Linked DNA regions of Mus musculus: region 1 is linked to region 2. Evidence: chromatin contacts called from public promoter capture Hi-C data. All regions are on one chromosome and are shown on one strand. The core of a region is the stretch at or near the end of the contact, and the rest is flanking DNA. Distances in the headings are between cores, read along the strand shown.

Region 1 (5,765 bases), core at 2,629-5,128, 57 kb before region 2:
AATGAAACATTACAGTGATAAAAACCAAAACAATTAGTAACTCCAGGGAAGACAGATGCCAAACAAAACCAAGAGAGTAATTGGGGAACACCCTGCTTCAGTTTTATTTCAGTGCCATAATATTAAAAATAGTGCATCTTGATGTTAGCAGATGACACACTACACTACACCACCCTGAGAGGACAGGAAGACAGGATGGAAAGTTTGTGTGCGAGGATGAAGGAGGTAAAAACCTCGTCTTTACTGCAGTGCCCATGACTGCACTGCAAAACGGAGCAACACTAGTATGCTACTGAGAGATAGGAAACACTAAGAACTGGGTCAGAAGACTGATCCAAGCTGCCTTGGAAGGGAGACAGGTTGGCTTACAAAAGTAGTTAATTCTTCATGTATATAGTGAAGCTGAATTACTTACTTTACCAAATAAATGAAAGCTTTGCAGCAGTCATGTCCAGAAAGATTACACTGGGGGCCACAAAATTAATTTTTATTTTCCAGGAACCACTAACAAAGTAAAATGAAACAGGTGAAATTTTAATGATAGCTTTTATTTATCAAATACAGCCACACTATTATTCTGAGTTGTAACCACTATAAAAATGATTTGTAAATACTTTGCTTTTCTTTGTGTCATGTCTTAGAAAGACAGCCTACACTGTACTTAAGAGTTTATGTCAAGTCCAATATGTCTGACAGCTAACAGTCAACTGTCACATGTGCCCCTGCTGGTCACTGTGGACTCCTTACAGCTTCTCAGGACAGGAAAAAAAAACCAAAACAAACATCAAGGAATAGAAGAGTGCTTCTATAACTCTACACAATGAAGGCACCACAGACTTTAGTAGTGAGACTTCCTAGTAGTGAAAAACGAGCCAATAGAGTGGACTTTAAGACAGTGGACAAGACAAGATCAGCCCCCAATTCAGGAACTAGCATATACAAGTGGCAATATAAAAACCCATGTTTGTCCTATCCTGGGGTCACTGCTGACACACGTTCCTTGCAATCTATTCTGCTGTGTCATAATGCCTTAGGCTTCCACGGATTCCAACCCCTTCCTCTCAGAAGCCACAGGACAAACATTCCATACTTCATTTCCCTTGGGGCACAAGAAGGCGTGAACTTAGGAGAGTGTAACCTTCTGACAGTGCCATCTATGAAGCGCTGGGCTGCAGCCATGGCTCTGTGGCTTTTGGCTTCTGGGCAGCAGGCTGGACTCATGTGCTCAGAATAAACAGAGAATCAAGCAGTGCCCAGGCATATCTGGGCACTGAAAAAAAACTGTGGAAAAAAAAAAAAAAAACTCTAAAAAAAAACTGTTTACCAAATGTCTCAAAAAGATTGAAAAGTTAATGATTTCATATGCTTTAATTCTCAATGTTGGTTACAAGAAAGTGGAGTGCCAATCGAAAGTACTAAATAAACAGTGCTTTCATTAGCTTAACAGTCCAATCACCAAGTCACGAACCAATACCTGCTCTAGATAACAAGGGTGGACTTTTAAACATATTCACGCTCTCTCTCTGTCTGTCTCTGTCTCTCTCTCTGTCTCTCTGTTGTGTGTGTGTCTGTGTTTCCCTCTCTGTCTCTATGTGTGTGTGTCTGTGTTTCCCTCTCTCTCTGTCTCTATGTGTGTGTGTCTGTGTCTCCCTCTCTGTCTCTCTGTCTGTCTCTCTCTCTCTCTGTCTCTCTGTCTCTCTCTCTCTCTGTCTCTCTCTCTCTCTCTCACTTGTGTATACAGATCTCTGCTTGTAAAATGTTGGCAGTCACATGCCCTGGGGCCTGGGGAGGTCAGAGGACAACTGGGTGTATGTCCTGGTCTTTCACCTTGTCTGAAACAGGGTCTTTTGCTTCTTTTTGTTTGTTTGTTTGTTTGTGTTTTCCTGTTTGGTAGACAAGGCTAGCTTCTGGGGAGTCTCCTGTCTCTGCCTCTCATCTCCCAATATGAGGGCAGAGATTATACCTTTATACAGGTTTGGGGGTTTTTGAACTCAGGTCCTCAGGGTTAGTGTCCTCACTCCTGTTTAAATTTTCTAATAAAAGATGTAAGAAACACCTACTTTAAACTCAGCTATGTATGTGGTTCACTCTGCACCAGAAGTAAAGTTCTGATTAAAAATACTTGGAAACTCAGTTCTATTCCACGACAGAGAAAGTAGCAAATAACTGTGCTTATGGGGAAACAGCCAGCAACAGGAGTTCTGATGCCAGCATGCCTGGTCTGTTACAAAACGGGGAATGGGAAGGGTTTGTTATTCAGATTATATACTGGCAGGTTAACATTTATAGGGTACAAAGTGATTGTGAAGTCTGATTTTTGAACTATTCTAATTTTTTAATATTTGTTTTTTAGTATTTTTAATTATGCATATGTGGGGGAGGGGAGGTTCCGGTGAAGCTGGAAATGGGCACTGGGTACTCTACAAGTGCAGATAACCTGTTAACTGCTGAACCATCTTTCCAGTCCCATTATTCAGACTTTTAATTTAAATATAGAATGATGAAATAAGGCTAATTTACTCATCACCCAGATATAACATTTTTAAAATGAAAGTAGCAGATTTTCGTCTCTCTCTGACGTGTACAATATTTCATGATCAACTATACTGAGCATACTGTACTAAGCTACATCCCTCACTCCTCCTATCTGGGTCGGGAACATGGGGGACTGATTGTCAGGGAGGGTTCAACTCTAGAACCATTCCAACAATTCTTTCTTGCTTGGGAACTGTATGTTTCAGATTGTACCGCGCACCACGTGGGCAACAAACCACATTCCTCAAAATACAGAGGTTTCCTGTTTCAAACAAGTCCTCCACAAACACAATTAAGACCATCAGGAAGGCACACCAACCAAGACCAGTTCCCTCAGAACTAGGAGCACTCATTATTCACTTAATTGCTTCTGAAAATTTTAAAACAGTTGCTAAATTCTTAGGTATCCGAGGGTCATTTCATCGATCAAAAACCGTTCCGTTTATAATACAACAAAGCAAATCTCGAGGATCCTTAAGCAATCCCACAACCATGGGGAATAACGGAACCAGCCGTACACTAGAGCAATAAAGTAGCCTCACAAAACCACACACACTCCCAGAGAAAACTTTTCTAGACCTAAAGTTAGGCCTCGGGGGTCCTTTGAGATGCTGGAAGCCAGTAAACTTGTATCCCAATTACCAATGCCCGCTCCATTCACTGCCAGTGTTGTGGCTCCTGGCGCTTTCAGCTGCCAACGTTGGACAAGCTGTAGAGGAGCAAGAAAGCCAGTGGGGTTTGGAGAGGGAACAGTGGCGGACGCACACTAGGGATCACCAGAGATCAGGGATGGGAGGATCCGAACCAAGGGACAAGCGAGGATCAGGGATAGGTAAACGCACACCAAGGATGCGCGGGGGCGCAGGATTGAAGGACCAGCGCCGGGGATAAGAAGGGACCAAGGATGGGAGGGCCAGCACCAGGGATGCGCGGGTTCCTGGGGCAGGAGGATCTAGGACCTGAGCGCCGCTCCCCGGGCCAGAGCTGTAGGAGACGAAAGATGGGCGAAGGCTCCTTCAGTACTAGCTGGAATAGCCTCAGCAGGACTTCTGGAAACTTCCTTGGCAGAAGGGCTCTCAGCAAGATGCCGCCTGGACCCGGGCCGCAGCCCCCACCCCCGCTGGGCGTCCCGGGGTGGACCCGGCTCACAAAGCCCCGCGTGACGCCCTCTAGGTCCGGCCCCGCCCACGCGTCACCACACCGGCGCGGAGCTGAGCTTCTGCCCACTCTGACCTTCCAAAGGCGCACGGGTAGCCAGCGGTCCGCTCCGAGCCCGAGAGCCCACGGAGAGCGCGCAACTGCAGGCCCCACACACCCTCCGGCCTCAGCCAGGCCCAGGCCACGTCGGACCGCGCCTGCGCACTCCGTACCGGCTGCCCTGGGGCCGCCGAAGGGACCCGCAGTGCCACGGCAATGACAGCTTCCGGCCGCCAGGGGGAGACCTGGGTCGGGCACTGAGGATTGGGAGAACAAATGGTTGCCTGGAACCTGGGACCTTGCCTGACCTGTGCAAAGTGTTAAATCTGTGACATAAAAACAAAACAAACTAACAAACAAAAACCTCACAAGGCTGGGGGCTGGAGAGACGGCTCAGCAGTGAAGAAGAGGTCATTATTTTTTATTTGCTCTGTAATCCATAAAGAACACACCATAATAATTTATAAGTGCAACAATTAAAAGTGAATAAAAGATTTGAGTAGATCCTTCTTTAGACAAGATATACAGACCACCAGAAAGAATATCAAAAGATAGTGAATCCGCCGGGCGTGGTGGCACACGCCTTTAATCCCAGCACTCTGGAGGCAGAGGCAGGCAGATTTCTGAGTTCGAGGCCAGCCTGGTCTACAAAGAGAGTTCCGGGACAGCCAGGGCTATACTGAGAAACCCTGTCTCGAAAACAAACAAACAAACAAACAAAAGATAGTGACTATCACGAGTCTTCAGGCTAACTCAAATCAAAATGAGATGTAACTTCTGTCTCATTAGAATGGCTGTAATCAAAAGATAAGCAGAAAAGGGTTTGGCAAGATGGTTTTTTTTCCGGTCCTCCTGCCTTACTGGTGGGAGTGTTAAGTAACCAAAACCAGCCCAGCAAAGTCTACCCCTAGTTAGAATTGTTCATAAAATTATCCATTTATCTTGATTCAAATAATTCAGTCGTTGTAAAATTCCTTTCCCTCTCTTGACACCACCTGTAATCACCTGGGTAGAGTCCCGATGAGAGATGGTCTGCGTTAGGTTGGATGTGTGGGGGGTGTCTTAAGTTAATTGATGTGGCATGACCCAGCTCACTGTGGGCAGCACCATTTCCAAGATAGGAGGCCTTGAAAGAATGGAGAAAATGCACTAGGCACAAGCAATCAGGCAGGCAAGCCTGAGTTAATTCCTTTCTCCCTGCTCTTGACTGTAGGTGTGATATATCTAGATGTTTGATTTCCTGCTTGACTTTCTCATAATACTGGATTATAACCTGGACCAGTGACCTGAGTTAAACCTCTTCTTATTCCTCTGAATCATAGCAACAAATATAACTAGGACACACTCCTATTTATTTTGTTTAAGTGAATCAGGTAGGATTTTATAATGGCATCCTGCCTTTATTCTTTAACTGCTTTCAAATCATATGCTCAAAATCATTTTACAATGTCATATCTAGTGTGTGTGTGTGTGTGTGTGTGTGTGTGTGTTAGACAAAGAATCCCTCCATTTCTTCAGGCAATAAAATTAAGTCACTTGTCTACAGATCTACTTGCTACCAATTATAGTTACTCACACACTCAATTTCTAGGAAATACTTCAAAATGGCTTTACAAAGATTGACAATTTGGAGTGATTGGGACCAGGTATTTCCAGCATGCAGTGTTCAAATTAATGTCTTCATCCTCTAGTGGTATCTAGATGGGACACACACACACACACACACACACACTCACACACACACACACACACACATACTCACATACACTCACACATACACACACACACTCACACACACACACACACATACTCACATACACTCACACATACACACTCACACACACACAATCACATACACTCACACACACACATACTCACATACACTCACACATACACACTCACACACACAATCACATACACACACACAATCACATACACTCTCACACACACACTCTCTCTCTCTCTCTCTCTCTCTCTCACACACACACACATACTCACATACACTCACACATACACACACACACACACACACA
Region 2 (5,748 bases), core at 1,914-4,413:
CGGTAGAGTGACAACTCAACAATGTGGCTTATTTGGGGGAATCACTCATGCTCCTGTAAATAAGCTGAATAAACTCACCATTTCACCAAACTATGCCGATCTACCATTGGTGCCGTCTTGTGTAAGCTCCCTGGAGAAAAATAAGTTTGCACGATAAAACTAAGTACTGTGTAAGATATAAAGCATTTGATTTTTTTTGTTTAACACACACACTTGGTTCACATGGTTAGTTTAAAATCTGACCAGAAAACTATAATTTAATGTGGGAAACGGAAGCAGCACAAAAAGATCCAGAAAACACAAGCATGGCGAAGTGTGCCGAGAAGAAAGGGGAGCTAATGTAACAATAAAATTTCATTTGAAATAAGGCTTGGTCAGGTGACAGCTACTCAAAGAAGTGAATTTTAACATAAAAGGCATATCTTACTCAAAGGTCCCATTTAATTATTTCAGTTGATTTTTTCTTTTTCACTCATTCTTTCAGGATTTCCATGTATGTGGGGTCTTATTAAACCCTCTCCACCAATAGCGTGTGCTCTCTCTCTCTCAGGCTGTCTCCATCAACCTTTCTTATCTATGTGAAGGCAGCCTAATGACCATAGACATTTCTGTAGATGTCTTTGTAAACATCTTCCTTAGGTCCCGACTAGATTCTTAAGCTCCAATCCTAGGAATTGAGAAGTTTGAAAAGAAAGCTCACAGGAACAACCCCCCAGATCAAGAGGAACACATCAAGATTGTCCCCTCCCTTGGGAAACAATTAGCATCTCAGAAAATCCTTCAGCTGCTGCACCCACATGTCAAGAACTGGGGTTCCTTACTGCACATGTATGGTCGTGAGAGCAGCAAAATGGTCAAGCAGGAGACCTCTGACAAGAGTGTGATAGAGCTACAGCAGTATGCCAAGAAGAACAGGCCCAACCTTCACATCCTGAGCAAGCTACAAGAAGAGATGAAGAGGCTGGCTGCAGAGCGGGAGGAGACTCGGAAGAAACCCAAGATGTCAATTGTAGCATCTGCCCAGCCTGGTGGTGAGCCCTTGTGCACAGTCGATGTATGAGGTAGGCAGCATGGGCCAACAGTGCTACCCAGGAGAGACCATCAGCCACACATCATCACTCTGCAGCTCCAGGCCTCCAACCTAAGTTCCTTCCCTGTGGCAGGGTCTGGGCTCTGGCTCTGGCACATGGGGACAGCTGTGACAACACAGTACACATGCAAAGAAGCAGTTCTGGACAAGCTGCTCTCAATGTGACTGGATATACTCAAGGATCAGTCATAAGTTAACTGCGCAAGTGGAAGCTGATAGACAGCTGCAGATCCTGCTTGTATGTATCTGCTGCGGACCGTTTTTATGAAGGTTTTCATTAATTTTAGTACACTATATGCACTGACAAGAAGTAACACTTCGTTGATAGATGAGATGACCAGGTTTTATAGCTTTGGCTGGCCTATGTTGCCAGGTAGCCCCTTTGCTATGGTTCTTTCTGGTGGAGCCACTGAGACTTGGTCAGAAGATGCAGGTATCCTGTCCTGTAGTACTACCTGCTTTGTGTGTTTTGCATTTTCTTCTGGAAAAAGTTATAACAGATAGGAATATTTCAGGCTATTTTGGCTTAAAATAAAACAAAATTTTAGCACCAAAAAAAAAAAAAAATGTCCCCTCCCAAGCCTGTCAGTCTCTTGTCTGAACTTGTTACCAGGCTCCAGCTGAGACCTTAAGCCACACCCAGCAATCACAACAACGGTTTGGCTTTCTTGGGAGATTTCCAGGAAGTCGCGTAGGCATAGCCTGTCACCAGTCAGAGCACCTTGCAAAACAGCTCCTTTGGGCCTGGATGACTTATGAACATCTATGGCAGCAACCAAGATGTTCCCGCATCCTGTGTGTTGTCTCCATGTTTGAAGGCACGAGAATTGAGAATTAGAGGATGCAACATGTCATCCAGAACAAGGAAGCTTTGCGCTTCTGCATCCAGTATGGGTTGGTGAAACGCTTCGCAAAGCCCTCTCCACAAGATGGGCCACACTTTTCCTAGAATCTTCTGCGTCTAGTCGGTTGAGACAGTTCACATCTGCTAACCCCCTCTCTCGTGAACGCATCAATTAATAATACACTTAGGCAGGCTAACGACCTTTGCTTAAAGTTTGGATGGCCTTTGGAACTGCTTTTAGAATTTAGGGGTGGATTTTATTTCTAAGCAAAAGCAGTTACAGGATGTGTGTGTGTGTGTGTGTCTGTGCATGTATGCATATACACTCATATATACTGATATATGATGCATAGACATATACATCTGGTGCTCACATATATGTGAGTACACGTGTGTATATATTTTCAAAAAAAGTTAACCAATTATGTAAACTCAGTTTGCTGATTGCCTGTCACCTCTACAAGTGCCAGGGTTTCCATGATTCAAGAATTGCCTTGCCCTTTTAGAACCTTCTTTTTGGTTAAACTCCCACTCCCAGTCCTGGGACTCTCCTTTCACACGTGGCCGTGGCCGGGTCATCGGAGCAATGACCTCAGCTCAGAATCTCTCAACATCCAAGCCACAGAGGCTCCCCGCATTCCTTCCTCTTCCCCGCACCAGCGGTGCCCAAGGGGAAGACCTCTCACGGGTGGCTGGGGCACCTCGAGTTACATTACGGCCCCAAATCTCTCCCGGCTCCCTTTGCCACACTTCCGGCCCCTGACCACCCTGGAAGGCTAAGCTGTGGCACAGCCCTCCGCCGCCCAGGGTCGGGAGCCCGTGGGGCAGGCGTCCGAGAGAAGGAGATGGGGAAGGGGAGCGAGCCGCGCCCTCGGGCCGGCCAGGAGGGCGCCGCGGCCTCAGCCCGAGGACCCCGCGTCGCTCTCCCGAGCCAGGGTTCTCGGGAGCGGGCCGCGCAGGAGACGTTGGCGGGAGGGGTTCGTAGCTGTTGGGGGAACCGGCTCCTGGGGAACTGTCCCTTTCAGGGAGGCTACCGTGTGTAAGCCGCCGTCAGCCCTCCCTGGTGACATCGACCAGAGGGGTGCAAGTGGCGACGTGCGGTGCAGTGCGGTTCGGTGCGCCTGGCACGCCTGGCTTTGCGGTTCAGGAGCCCGGGGCTGCGCGGTTGGCCCCGCCCGGCAGCGCCCCGGGGGCCGAGCATCAGCGGGCAGAGCTGCAGGTGAGCGGTCGCCAGGACGATGAGGACCCGGGCGCACGCCCGCCGCGGTTGGCATGGAAGCGGCTCTGCTGGGCTCGGGGTGGCCGCTGATTGGCTGATTCAACAGACGCGGCTGGGTCGAAAGTCCTCAGTGGCGAGCGCACTAGCCGAGGCTGCTGGAACCGGCCCCCTGGAATCTCTCCTCTCCGGGTCCCCTCCCTCCGCGCACGGCCCCGCCCGCCCGGCCCCGGCCGGGGTGCGCTTGCTAATCGCCCAGACAGAGAAGAACCTGAGAAGCAGGGCCTGCTGTGGGTTCCCAAGCAGGTTTGGGGGCCTTACTTCTGGAGAGAAGCGCCTGCTTGTCACTTGGGAAGGGAACTCACCTTTTCCCAGCCAGGGATCTTGGATTTTGAATCAAATCTGGAAGGGGGCGAGGGAAGGAGGATCAGGAATCTTAGGTTCTGCTTCCCTCTGCCCTAAATCAATGTGGGCAGACAATCCTGGCGTGGAGTTTGGGCTCCATCCGGCTCTCTCTGCAACCTTTAGCCTGGGGTCATATTAAAGCCCATTCAGCCATTGTTTGGTTCTGAGTTGGTTGCTCTGATGCCTGAGCTGTCACTTGGGACCTTAATGTTTGTCGGGAAGTTGGGACATTGGTAGTGACTCTGGAGCTTGGCACTCCAGAGTTCTCTGCATTTCCGGGTCCCTAGGTTGAGAGGTAAACTAACTGTGTCTCCTCTTTCCTGGATAGCAGCAGGCTGTGGCTTACTAGGCAATGCATCGCCAGAGCTCCAAGAGTGGAGTCGCTCTGCCTCCAGTGGGCCAAGGTCCTGATGCTTGTCAAATGCTCAGCAGAGCTCAGCTTGGCCAGGATCCCCCACAGAGAACCGTGCTAGGGGTGTTGACTGAAAATGAGCAGTACAGGAGGACCTGTGGCCAGGTAATGACCCAGGAGCACCAGGAAATATGCCACGGAGAAGGCTTGCTGTGGCAGTATGCGTGTGTGTGTGTGTGTGTGTGTGTGTGTGTGTGTGTGTGTGTGTGTGCATGCACTCATGCACTTGTGCCTGCATGTCAAATACATGGAGAACGATGCCAAGGACAAAGAAGGCTTTCTATGATAGTGTGCATCTGTGTGCACGTGTGTGCACATGTGTGCATATGTGTATGTAGGAACTGTTTGGGTTAAGTGATTCAAGGGCTAGTCAGAAAGAATGAAATTACACTGTCCTATAGCCCTGGAGATGCTCTGAGCCGCCAGAAAGATGTTCAGTAGGAGCTAGGCTACCACGAATTAATCGGGGAGAGCTTGTGTTGTGTTCTGTGGCCGCACTGTGTGTACCAGGATACACCAGCTTACTTTATGAACTAGAGGTTGGTATTAGAGCACACATCTCTACCACTACAGACCAGGAATGGTCACTGAGGTATTTGCTTACTTGTCTGCTTCAAATTGACTAAAGGATTTTCCCTTGAAGACAGATATTCAGACATTTAAGAGAAGAAATCTGAATCTACAACAATGATTTTTTTTTTGAGATAGAAAATAAAATCTCCCTTGATCCTGCTGCTAGATAATGATGATGATGCTTCACCTCTATTACAAGTCTATGGAATCCAGTGCTTACAAGAGTCCAGTCCGGAAGTACAAAGTGTGGTAGAGGCCCATTCAGAGGCCCTCTCATCTGCTGCCTTCGAGTCCACTGCCTTTTGTTGGGCTTTGATCCACTGTGATCCTTTTAATGTTTTGGGTCAAGTTAAGTGAAAGTAATTTAAATAGAACTTGATTAGCAATGTTCAGTTCTTTAAACATATAATCTAAGACCTGAATTTATGAATTAGAACCAGTGTCTGTACTAAATGACCTTGTTTCACATTCACACCTGTGCTGCCTGGAGCCACTGCTTGGTGGCCCCTCTACACTCCACCATGCCCTCTGCTGCCTCATTCCCATTCTTTTTTTTTTTTTTTTTCATTTATCTGTTTGCATTTTGGTTTTAAAATCATTTGATTTCCTTATTACTGTGTATGGGCAAGCGAACATGCATGCTGTCTGTCTGTGAGCACACGTTGTCACAGCATTCATGTGGAGGTCAAAGGGCAGGTTTGAAAGCCCCCTTTCTCCTTCCAGGTCTTGAACTCAGGTCACTGGGCTTGGCAGCAAGTGTCTTTACCCTGAAGTCATCTTGGTGCCTTACCCCTTAATCTTCTATGACTCCCGTTCCTTCAGAATGAGGAGTAACATGATGCCTGATTCCTCGGAAGCATGCCATAGCCCGAACCTTCTGTCTTTCTCCCCTCTCTGGGAAGTAGCAGGAGTCTGGTACAAGCTGGCCTTGACCTGATTTGTAGCTCCAAATGACCTCAAATTCCGGAGCCTCCTTCCCCTGCTTTCCCAGTGCTGGCACTGCAGGTTTGTTCACTTTGGGTTAGCATTACCCTAAATGCTCCCCTGTGCCATTCCTGCCCTGTTCTGTGACTGCTGTGCCCCAGCTCTTGCACCTGTAATGAAACACCTCATGGCCTCTTGGCTTCCAAGGTGACTCTCCAACAACGTCTCTTTCTCCAATTTCCCTTCTCTTTGGGGTCAGACCCAAACATGCACAGATGTGTGGG

The links. Capture Hi-C pulls out chosen DNA fragments and counts their contacts.
Region 1: a promoter capture Hi-C map of adipose tissue shows a contact between it and region 2. The contact joins the promoter of Spg20 here to the promoter of 4931419H13Rik in region 2. A contact is called at or near these places in 1 of 39 promoter capture datasets (the SN4741 cell line), 1 of 15 datasets of contacts at CTCF or cohesin (the NIH/3T3 cell line), 2 of 484 Hi-C or Micro-C datasets (embryonic stem cells and nephron progenitors), 1 of 115 datasets of contacts at active chromatin or transcription factors (embryonic stem cells) and 1 of 9 other capture datasets (adipose tissue).

What each region holds. Positions count from the first base shown.
Region 1 is chr3:55,110,221-55,115,985 of GRCm38.p6, reverse strand. It overlaps Spg20 (spastic paraplegia 20, spartin (Troyer syndrome) homolog (human)), which reads right to left and starts at 3,878. Exons shown (of 9, transcript NM_144895.2): 1 at 3,769-3,878.
Region 2 is chr3:55,052,657-55,058,404 of GRCm38.p6, reverse strand. 4931419H13Rik (RIKEN cDNA 4931419H13 gene) reads right to left here and starts at 3,163. Exons shown (of 8, transcript NR_040593.1): 1 at 2,969-3,163; 2 at 79-130. Ccna1 (cyclin A1) reads left to right here and starts at 3,350. Exons shown (of 9, transcript NM_007628.3): 1 at 3,350-3,440; 2 at 3,887-4,072. The coding sequence starts at 3,908.